2 separate regions of the Oryza sativa genome follow, and region 1 is linked to region 2. The links are chromatin contacts, called in public HiCAR-type maps. All regions are on one chromosome and are shown on one strand. The core of a region is the stretch at or near the end of the contact, and the rest is flanking DNA. Distances in the headings are between cores, read along the strand shown.

Region 1 (5,768 bases), core at 1,178-3,677, 230 kb before region 2:
AGTACCGAGGTCACATGGTTGCACTACGCGGCTGCAGCCATCAAACTTCCATGGCATCTGCAACAGAAAAGGCTTCAATGATTCCAACCCTTTTTACGTGGTTCAGTACATGTCCGTGTCCCCCAATACGGAAGTTGTTGCACGGTTTCACCTCACAGGTAAATAAAAGACGTAACAGAAACTAGCACGAACGGAAAGCTGTGTAAAGGGTGCTTTGAATATGTACCACTAGGTCGGCACGACGCCATCCCAGCGCCGGTGGTGGACGCCACCGCGGCCGCCCATGTCGCTCTCACCGGAGAGCACGAAGATGCGCGATGGCGGCGGAGCATGAGGCATTTGGTGTGACCAGCAGGGAGGACGGCAGGTGGGGAAAATCGCACCTCCATACCCAGCAGAAGAACAAACCACAAACACACCCAAAAACAGAATTTTGTCTTCTTCACATTCAATTTTCAAAAATACCAAGGACCTAAACAAAAAGTCACAAAGACACAGAATACAGAACGGATAGACCGATCTGAAATAACAGAAGAAACAATTAGATCAAAACAAAAAATGGCAGCATGGCACGCGGCACTCAACGCACCAGCCAACCGGAAACAACCGTCACAATGACCGGCATCCAAACCCCAAATACATGAATAATTACGTAATCAACCGGCGCACCGGCAACGCATAAGCATGCAAATTAGGCCGAGGTGCACAGAACAGTAAAAGGAGACGTGTAAAACAGTCAGATATCCAAAAAAAAACCAAAATCAGGAGAAAAACTGTGAGGTTAGGGGAGTTATTGGTTGATGATTACACTCGTATAATAGAGTAGTATGATGCTCGAACCTCCTGGTTGATGGAGATATGAGTACTGCAGTTCGTTCTTGCACATTTTTCTTTACCATTTTTCGGCAAGCTTCTAGTAGCAAGTAGGAGGAGTACTAGCCTTTCCAAAAGTAGAATGGACAGTAACATTAACGCCCTTGAACTTGAAGCACTGAACCATGGTCACGGTTGCAAAAACAGCTACTCCCATGGTAATGTACAAGCCTTGGTTAGGCAGAAGAGGAGTAGTAGGAGTACAAGGAGTACAATAGAATACTACGTCCATGGATGAAAAACTACTGTACATATTATTCATGTCACACGGGGCCATGCGTCGCACACACGCACGCATGCACGCGCGCACGGGGCGCGCCAAAATTACGACGGCGCACGTCGCCGACTCGCCGTACCGTGCGTACGTCCTTCCTCAGAACGACGGCACGACGCCGTCCGACGCGGCGAGGGCGGAGAACGCCGGCGAGCATGGCGCCTCGTCGTCGTCGTCGGCGTCGGCGGTGCGCTTGGCGAACCGGCCCTTGATGCGCGGCCGCGTCTCGGCGTACGCCTTGCGGGACGCGTACCGGATGGTCTTGTCGAACCGCCGGTTCTTGCGCTTCTCCCTGTACCGCATCAGCCGCGCCTCCCTCTCCTTCCCCTTGCTCGCCACCACCACCACCATGGGCGGCGCCGCCGAGCCCGCCGACAGCGCGTCCGGTACGATCGCGACCTCCGACGACGACAACTGCGGAACGCGTAGGAAACCATGTCATAACGCCGCGCCATGAGCATCGACGAGAGCTAGCTGTGTGGTAGTGAGGCTTACGCTGTGGGCCATGGAGTGTTCGGGGTAGAAAAGGCTGCCGGCGGTGAGGTCCAGCTCGGGCGGCGCGACCGGTACCCCGATGGCCTTGATTCCGTCCATGGACCGGGCGAAGTCCAGGTCGACGCCGAGGTACGCGCCGGTGTCGGCGAAGAACGCGTCGGCGGCTGCGGCGCTATCCTCGTGGCTATTGTCGTCGGGCTCGGGGAGAAGCCACGACGCCGCCTCGGCCTCGTTGCTCCGGTCATCATCCGCATCCTCCTCCCGCGCCGCGGCGGCATCCGCGGCGGCCTGGGAGAAGGGGAAGGGCTGCGGCGCGTCGGCGAGCGGGCCGAAGAAGGGCGCGACGGGGAGGCGCTCGTGCCTGCGCGCGAGCGGGTTCGCCGAGTGGATGTCGGCGTCGCAGGCGGCGCACAGCGCCGCGGCGTCCGCCCGGCACGTGACGGCGGCGGGCGCGTGCTCGCACACCTCGCACAGCCACACCCGCGCGTGGCGCGACCCGGCGCCGTGCGCCCGCGCGTCGCACCGGGCGCACAGGAACGCCCCGTCCGCGCGGCAGTAGAGCCGCGCCGCCTCCCCGCCGCACGAGTCGCACGCCCGCGTCCCCAACCCCCACGACGACGAGGAGTACCCCGCCGCCACCGCTCCTCCCACTCCCACCATCGCCTTGTCCTCCACCGCCTCCATTTCTTCTTCGCTTCGCTTTGCCGCTCGGCGCGTGGTGCGTTTCACTCGCTCGCAGCTCGGTTTCTCGCGGAGTTTGGCTGTGTTTTTTGGGCGTTGGGCACGGGGGATTCGACTATTCGCGGGGGGTTTTGAGGGGGTCCGTGGCACGTGGAGGGACTCCCGGCCACGAGACGCGCGCGCGAGTGTGGTCCGACCGACCGTCCGACCCGCGCGGTCACTCTCCCTCCCCCCGTCGGCTCGCGTCTCGCGCGTACTCTCGCTCACATTGCCCGGTGTTTAGCCGAGCAGCGGAGAGCTGACGGCTCCGCATTGGCCGAGCCGGCAAATCGCCGTCGCAGCAGCAGAGGGTCGCCATCTCGCGCTGCTTGCAAAACGGCACTGCCAGTACTACTGCATTTTCAGCGCTTATCCGAGTATACCTTTACGCTCTTGCATTCGTTTTGATCGCGATGTGTATGAGACCCATAGTTTAACCAACGGTTTTTAGGCGGCACGGAATCGGATCAAATCACTTGCTACGCAACATGGCCACCATGAACCCATCTCTCTGCTTTTCCTGCTACTACTAGCACAGAAGCACGCAAAAAAGCCAAGAAAGAAAAAGACTTTGTACATCGCGATGGGCACGAGCTCTCTAGGACTGTAGTACATCTAGCCAGATGCCGTTCACACTTGCACGTCCTTTTCCTCTGCGGGAAGAGAAGGAAAAAAAAAAGAAAGGAGAGCGGTGGTTGCGCCACCATTGTCGCGACGCGCGCGCCTGCGACGCACGGGGACAACGGGGACAGAGGGAGGGGCCCACCCGTCCGACTGTCACCGTCGCCTCTCGCGCCAGGTGTCGCGCGCCGGTTGGCTGGTGCGCTCCCGGCTTATCGCTTTGCGGATGAGGTGATGCCATGTCAGCGGCCACGGCCAAGCCGAGGCCACCGTGGGTGGGGGGAGTGGGGACGCGGCAAATCTCGTGCGAGATCTGGATCCTTCACGTAGGGCTTGGTGCGTGCTGGACGCTGGACACTTGCGGCGGCAGCACTGAGCTGGGCTGCTGCCTGCTGCTGGTGGCCAGTTGGCACCGCACACCAAGGCTAGTGGACATGTGTTTGCGTCTCCCTTCCATTCTAAAATAAACAGACTAGTATAAAATATGATATATTTAGGTGCTAAAATAAATAAGCTTAGTATGAAATATGATGTATTCAAGGGCTATGAATCTAGAGAGACATGCTACATTACTAGACTCGTTTATTTTAAAATAGAAGGAGTACTAGACATGTTAGGCATGTTTGGATTGAGGTTGATTTTTGTCCTACCAATTTTTTTTGGCAACTTCAATAGTAACGGGCTGTTTTGGTTTGAGGCCTAAATTAGCCATACCAATATTTGGTAATTTAAATAGTGTTTAGTGTCTATTTGGTTTAAAGCCAAATTGGCATGAGTAAGAAAATAAGCCATTTCAATAGTGAACTTAGGCTATTTTGGCTTTAATCCAAACACAACTTTGCCTTACCAAAATTAGTCATGCCAAAACTTAACAAAATTTGGCATTGACAAAATTTGATAAGGTCTATTTAGGCCACAAACCAAACCAACCCAACATATAGATGTTTGGTTTGCTACCAATTTATATCCACGCTGCTAAAAGTACTATACTATCAATTTGTTAGTGTCAAAAATTACCAAGATTTTAGCGCTACCAAAATATTGATTGGGCAAAATTGGTAACAATCCAAACAAACCCGTCTGCAACTTGCGTAGAGTGTATATGGAGTACTGTTATACTTGTGCAACTTGTAATTAGACTTTGGTGTGCGTATTGGAATATAGGGTCGCTACTTGTTTGGGGTCTATACGAATTGGTGAGTTCAGCATTTCCGGCACTTGAAGTGACTATGATCTAATCCACTGCAACCAAGTCCTCGGTAGGATTTGGTCGTCAATGGCATCTTGTGTGAGAGGTTGAGCTTTTGAAGCAACCCAGTGTGTGTGAGGAGGAAGCCTAGCCACTTAAAAGGCATAAACAACAAAATACATGTCAATAATGAAATACTGGGGAAAAGAGAGTTTTTTCCCCTCATATTATTCAATGGCTACAAAACTCGTAATCTCGCCCTGTACATTGTAAATTGTTAATATATTTGTTATAGGAGTCTTCCTACAGTATTTTTCCCTAAAAATTACTGGGAAATCTACCAAACGAGCCTCAATGACAAATACGGCAAGTATTATTGAAGTTTAACACTTTTATTAGGATTAAAATAAACATTTTGTGAGGCTCATGGATTTTATTTAAGTGTCAGTTTCTTAAGCATGCACCCAGGGGCACACACTTGGTGGTGTCCGCATGTGTCTTTTCCGTATAATCGAAAAGGTCATATTAATGAAGTTTGGCTCTTTTATATGGGCTGTTAGACAATTGGCTACATTTTATTGTTCTATAATAGACTATCTTATTCAACATTCTTAAGAAATATCCTAAAGGGAATGTTTACATGAAGGCCACAAATTGCCACACCCAAATGTTAGGCGTGTCATAGTTTACTGGGTTAGTTAGTTACTACTTATATTTGGTTGGTTGTTGTTGCGATCGTGGAGAGTCACACTTTGTTAATTCACACATTCGGATCACATGTGTACTCAATTTCTAGGCAAACATTGTTAAACCTGTACTACAGTTAATAAGGTGTCTACCTCACTTTGTATGGCATCATCTTACTTCTGGCAAAGTTAGGCGTCAGCCTAATTGGCTTGGAGTAGCCTTGCATGCATCTCAACAGTCAAGAGTCTGCTTCTCAACTGTTAGATTTAATTGGGTAATTGATCCATTTAAATCAATTAAATCAAATAAATTCCAAGCCTCATTATGCTAGGAATTCATGTGTATTCATTCTCTTATGGGATATCAATGGGATGAGGAGTTTTGAGAATTAATCCATTTGATTAGGGAATTGGTAACTTATATCAATTACTCCTATTTGATGGATGGTTGATGGTTGTATAGTGGAGGATGGTTCATGGCTAGTTGATGACAATTAATTGCTCTATTCCTCTTCCTATTCCATTGGTAACCTACATCAATTACTCCTAATTGATGGTTGGTTGATGGTTGTGTAGTGGAGGATGGTTCATGGCTAATTGATGAGAATTAGTTACTATATTCCTCTTCCTATTCCATGATTTTTACTCTTCATCTTCCATTCCTCATATAAAATGAGAATGGATTTGATCTCCTAAAAGAGAAGAGAGACACACTTTCATCCATTTTCAACGCTGTTGCTGCTACAGTAATCCCATCCCGACGAGTGTGTGCACACGCGTTGGGAGAGTAGGCCTCCGAAACCACGCGTTGCTGCGACGTTTGTACGGACGGGCGTGCGATCAGGTTTTTGGGAGCGCAAGGCGCGACTACTCACTGTTCGTCAACATCTACTTCACCTTCACCAATATG
Region 2 (5,502 bases), core at 993-3,492:
TGTCTGCAAGATTACATGCACAAATTTCTTTATTTTGTTGATCTTAGGATACAGAAATCTTTTTCATTTGTTTGAGAGCACAATGTATGGCCCACCGCCCATAATATTTTCCTAGCAGAAACTGTCTCTTGGTGAATGGTCTTTAAGAACTTTGTGGTTAGCCACCAATAATAGTTTTTCTAGTTTTCCTGCATAATCTGGGAAAGTAACTAAGCAATGGATATTTTTTTATGTTTGTTGCTAGTTCTTGTGACACCTAATATATTGTGTTTTATATTTCTTGCAGGCTATGTTCTGTTTAAGTTTTCAGCTACCTAGCGAATGTCTCAAGGATGAAACTGAAGATCACATACAATCAGTTGACTGTTAGCCTCTTCTATACAGTACTCTTGAAGTTGTATTAGTTTTGCCTGCAGTTTTGGAGGTTCTATAAAAGAAATGGCGATCATCCGATGTCTCCTGCCAAGATGGAACCCAGTTGCATCTCATGGTGAAGGGGAATCAATGCGATATTTTTGTAGACTTTAAGGTGCTTTGCATGGTTGAAATCAATTCGGAGCCCTATCCGATTCAGAAATCTGCTGCCGTAGGTTTGCATATCTGGTTGCAGGGCTTTTCATGTCTGCGCTGCTTCTGGATTCCAATGCCTTATCAGTTTTTTCTAGAGTGTGGGTGGAGTTCATGTAAAACGGGAAAGGATAGTAGTTCGGAAAATTATACTGTCCATTTATCGTTGTTCTCTGTATTTTTAGTTCCAGATTAATCCTATTGTTTACATCAATCTCATGGCCGTTTGCCAGTGTATTTATGTTCAGCCCATTTTCCCTTGTGCTTGCTAATTACCTCTGTTCCAAAATAAGTTAATCTAGCATGGAATCTGATAACTTATTTGAGGCGGTATACAGGCTGGTGTTTGCCTTTCAGTCTTCTTTCTGTACTGGTAATCTCTTTCTGTACTGGTAATCTCGGAAGATTAAACATAAGAGCAGAGCCTGGAGCTCATTTTCAGAAAAACTTATATCAGATTGATCACTGATGGCATGGGACGGAAGCAGAGTGGCTCAAATATGTCACAGTTGAGCAGGACTAACGTTAAACACAAAAGCTAGCATACAAGCAGAAAACACAAGGACATGGCAAAACCCAAGAACACAGGAGGAGGATCTTCTCCTCTGGAACGAACTCCTCTTCAAGATTCAACCAAGATCAGGGACGATGAGGTAATCCTCCTCGTCGTCGGGGAGCTCGACGCGGGCCTTCTTGCTCTGGCGGAAGCCGGTGGCCGCGGTGAAGGCGGCGGCGGCGGTCCTGGTCGGCGGCCTGTAGTACGCCACGTCGTTGGCCGCCTGCGAAGCGAAGAGCTCGGGGACCTCCGCCGTCGTCCGGCCGGCGGCGGCGCCGCCCTTGGGCGCCTGGTTGTGGAACAGGTCGATGTCGGCGAACCACTCCAGCTCCTGGAACCCGAGCGGCGGCGACGACTCCTTCTGCAGCTGCAGTATAATCACAAGGCGTGGTTGCGCCATGAGAATTGAGAAAGAGGGAACCCAAAGCATGGCATGGTGGTTTGATGGTTTCAGTTTGTGTAGGTGCTTGCCTTGTCGCCGGTCTCGTAGTCGGAGAACTGGAGGAGCTCGTCGACGGCCCAGCCCTGCGGCAGGAACTGCGGCGAGGGCGTGTCGACGGCGACGGTCGGGGCCGGCTGCTGATGATGGTGATGATGCTCGGAGGAGCCCATGGGCGGGGCGTGGTGGTCGGAGTCATGGGCGTCGCTGCCGCCGTCGCAGGGCGAGGCGGAGGCGAAGCCGACGCGGATGCCGGTGGCGAGGTAGCGCTGGTGGTTGCCGGAGAGCGTGCCGGGGACGTGGATGGGCTCGTCGCAGTCGCGGCAGAAGAGCGCGCGGTCCTCCACGCAGAAGATGAACGCCGCCTTCTCCTGGCACACGTCGCAGCGCGGGAGCCTCGCCGAGAGCGCCTCCAGCGGCAGCCGCTGGTGCTTCCCGGCCAGCTTGTTCGCCGCGTGCACCTCCACGTCGCACGCCGCGCACAGCGCCGCCTCGTCCGCGCAGCACACCACCGCCGCCGCCGCGCTCTCGCACGCGTCGCACTGGATCTTCATCTCCTCCTCCTCCTCCCCAACCAAGAACACAACTCAAGAACAAGATAAGACAGCCGCAAAGGTGTGGCTGCGCAGCTGCGTGCTGCGCGTCGGCAATGGAAAACGAGCGGCAGAAGAAGGGGATCCAGAAGCGCGGCTCGGCTAGTGGCGCATATAAACCCGTGGCGCGAGGGAGCACGCAACCGCGCGGGGCGCGAGCAATCAACCAACCAACCAAGCGAGCGAGCAGCGCGCGAAACTTGTGGTGGAGAAGAACTTGTGGACGCGAGCGCGCGGCGGTGGACTACTACTAGTCTGCGCAAGTCGCAACTCGCAACGGCTTTTTTTGCCGCGATCGCGCAGCTGCGAAGATTTTGATCTCGATCTCTGCTGACTCGACTGGCCGATACAAGAAGAATGGAGTAGATTAGTAAGATTCACGATAAAAAATAATGGAAGCTTATGGCTGGCTGTAGCTCGTGCAGGGCGCACAGGGGTCGCAGCCTAAGCATGGCCACCCATTCGCGTGCATGCAAAATTAATCAAATCAGATCAAATCAGATTGGCAATGTACTCGGTGTTGGTGTGCATACTTTGCATGTTGCATCGGTTTCTTTAATCTAGGAGTAAAATGCGCTCTAGCGATTAAATTAGTTGTGAATTTGTGATCGACGTTTTTGCATTGTTTTTTTAATATAGGGGGAGTATCATACTGTAGGGATTAGATTAGTACGTGATCGATATTTCTATTTCGGGTGGCTATGACTTACTGAGGAACTAGTAGTGGAAAATTCCTTCAACTTGAACCGAGTGCATGATGCAACTGTAGTTGGTGGTGGACTGGTCTGTGACTCTGTGGTAAGTACGTTTAGGAGGATTGCAGTTGGGGCGATAAACCAAGCTGGGGTGATTTAGGTTGGTGCTGGGTCATTATTGCAAGGATTATCGGTCAGATTGGCGGTGTCCCTGTCGTGATAAATGATCAAGTTTCTGGCTTTTTTAAGCCTCCGCTGAAAAAATTATGAGGTTGTTTCTTTTTCGTCTTGTTATTTTTGTGTAAGCGTATAGTATATCAGTTTGTCAGCTATTCTGCATTCTTTGCCGACATGGGATACTGTTAGTGATCTGTTCCTCAAACCACAGTTGCTATTGTTAGGTTGTGGACACGATCCTTCTAATCTCCAACGCTGTAGTATTACTGTATGCAACTCAACGCTGTAGTATTACTGCATGCAACTGTACATGTACACTAGTACAAATTCCCAGTGGACCATTGCTTGGCTAGCTATCACGCATCTGTTCTCTAAGCAGCAACTTGTTAAGATATAAAGCACGCTCGTGACCACGAAAAAAGCCCCCTCTTTTCCTGCCAAAAAGCCCCTCTAATCACATCATCAAGACATCAACCCTGCCGGCCGCCAAGTTGCTTTCAGTAAGTTTCAGCGTTTGTGGCTGTGGATGATCGAGTTCCTTCGGGGAGGGAGAGATCGAGATCGAATAATAATCCCTTACAACTCCTTATCCCTTTAATTAACAACGTCAATATGTTGAACCGGTTGTAGTCCTTTCGTTCTAAAATATAAGAACTTAAAATCGGATAAGACATTTTCTATTACTACCAACTTGGATACTTGGATAGATAGACTATCAAGATTCATAGTACTAGAAAATTTTCCATTCAATCTTAGGTCATTATAGTTTGGAGATAGCAGCGTACGGCTCCAGCTACGCCCACCGCCGTTTGGCCTATTCTATTTGGAAATTGCTACATACGATTGGTGTGTACGACTTGCATCCGACCAGTACTTACCCGCTCCTTGCTCTAGCCCATATGGAGAGTAGCTGGCTCGTACTCCCTCCGTCCCAAAAAAAGACAAACTCCAGTTTCCGTGTCCAATGTTTGACTGTCCGTCTTATTTGAAAAAATTATGAAAAAAATTAAAAAAATAAGTCACGCATAAAGTATTAATCATGTTTTATCATCTAACAACAATGAAAATACTAATTATAAAAAAAATTCATATAAGACGGACAGTCAAACATTGGCACGAGAATCCACGGTTTGCTTTTTTTTGGGACGGAGGGAATATGAAGTAAATTGATTGCAGATACGACAGGGTCGGATAGGGGTTGAATAATAGGGTCGGATGTATAGCAGTACTCATTCTATTTTGCAAATTTCTGCATGTGATGTGAGGCAGGCAGCTCAACTTGGCAGACGACCGTGGTGAAAAATCCGACCAGTGTTTAGACTTGTGTCACTGTACAGTTGGCTTGGATTATTGCAATGCAAAGCCTCGTCTTTTCAAGTATAAATCAGCCCGGCCATCACGGCATCAATCACCCAGCTAGCGCCAATAGGATTAGTTTCGGAAAAAAAGAACCCAGCACAGCACCAATCATTCAGAGATCATATCATTAAATAAGAAGAGGAAAAAAAAGATCGAGAGCCAACGCCAGCCACACGTACACTGCCTGGTAGTAGTACAGTGCATGCACCAAGCTGACACAGCTCGCTGCTGTGGCAGGCGCAGCAACAGGGAGTAGCGCTAGTGGCAATGGCAAAGGCCGAAACGGGCCGGGGAGACGACACGGTCACGAGCTCCGCATTCAATTTGCCGACGACGACGACGCGCGACGACGTACGAGACGCGACCGCTGAGCCGCCGTGCGCCACTAGCTCGCCCGATCCCCTCTCCCTCTCCTGTCTCGCCGCCTCCTCGTCGCCGCCGCCGCCGGGTTTGCCTCTTGGGCGCTGGGCCTGATCACGAGCAGGCGCAGGTGCATGCACGCCTCCTGTCGCGTCGCGAGTCTCGAGGCCGCGATCCGCCTGAACCGGCAGGTCAGGCAGGCGGCTCCGCTCGCTCGCTCGTGGCCGTGGACGCACGGCGAGTCCGCTTTCGCTGCGTTTGCAGCGCATTCATGTGCAGAGGTCGACATGGGTTTAGGCTGGGACGAAGAGACAATGTCGACATGGCTTGTGGCTTGGGTTTTTTTTTGGCTGTTTGGATAATACGGGGGCCATGGAAAAAGTGCTGGGGCATTTTGCTGTTGTGTGTACTGTGCAGCGTGAATTGGATGGCTTGTTAAATTTTTGACGTGGAATGCGGAGTCTCTTTTCTTCTTCGGTCGGGACGGGGCCTTTCATCGATCGTTCACTTTTCTATGTTCCTAGACGGGGTTGCAATTGCATGTCAATGTTTCGCACGGCTGATAAATTTGTGGATGACAAATTTAGCGCAGGTCAGCTGAGCCATCAGGTGGAGTAGGCATGTAGCCTAGCTAGCGGGAGTAATCGTCCAAGAAAACGTACGTGAGAGATGAGCGAGAGTACCACATTCACTTTCCAAGATCGTTTATCTAGTGTACGTGTCATATTGAGACACGGTTCAAAAGCAAGAGCACAC

What was found. HiCAR-type assays count read pairs that join an accessible place to other places.
Region 1: a HiCAR-type map of leaf shows a contact between it and region 2, with 2.8 times the contacts expected there. The contact joins the promoter of LOC4329950 here to the promoter of LOC4329923 in region 2. A contact is called at or near these places in 1 of 15 Hi-C or Micro-C datasets (seedling) and 1 of 4 datasets of contacts at active chromatin or transcription factors (leaf).

The regions. Positions count from the first base shown.
Region 1 is chr2:24,469,188-24,474,955 of ASM3414082v1, reverse strand. It overlaps LOC4329950 (zinc finger protein CONSTANS-LIKE 3), which reads right to left and starts at 2,427. Exons shown (of 2, transcript XM_015770369.3): 1 at 1,643-2,427; 2 at 942-1,561. The coding sequence starts at 2,326. The coding sequence ends at 1,247. It overlaps LOC4329951 (serine/arginine-rich splicing factor RSZ23-like), which reads left to right. Exons shown (of 5, transcript NM_001401903.1): 5 at 1-8.
Region 2 is chr2:24,238,541-24,244,042 of ASM3414082v1, reverse strand. It overlaps LOC4329923 (B-box zinc finger protein 25), which reads right to left and starts at 2,242. Exons shown (of 2, transcript XM_015771047.3): 1 at 1,595-2,242; 2 at 1,003-1,490. The coding sequence starts at 2,116. The coding sequence ends at 1,197. It overlaps LOC9271157 (tRNA (guanine(37)-N1)-methyltransferase), which reads left to right. Exons shown (of 11, transcript XM_015771046.3): 11 at 287-814. The coding sequence ends at 370.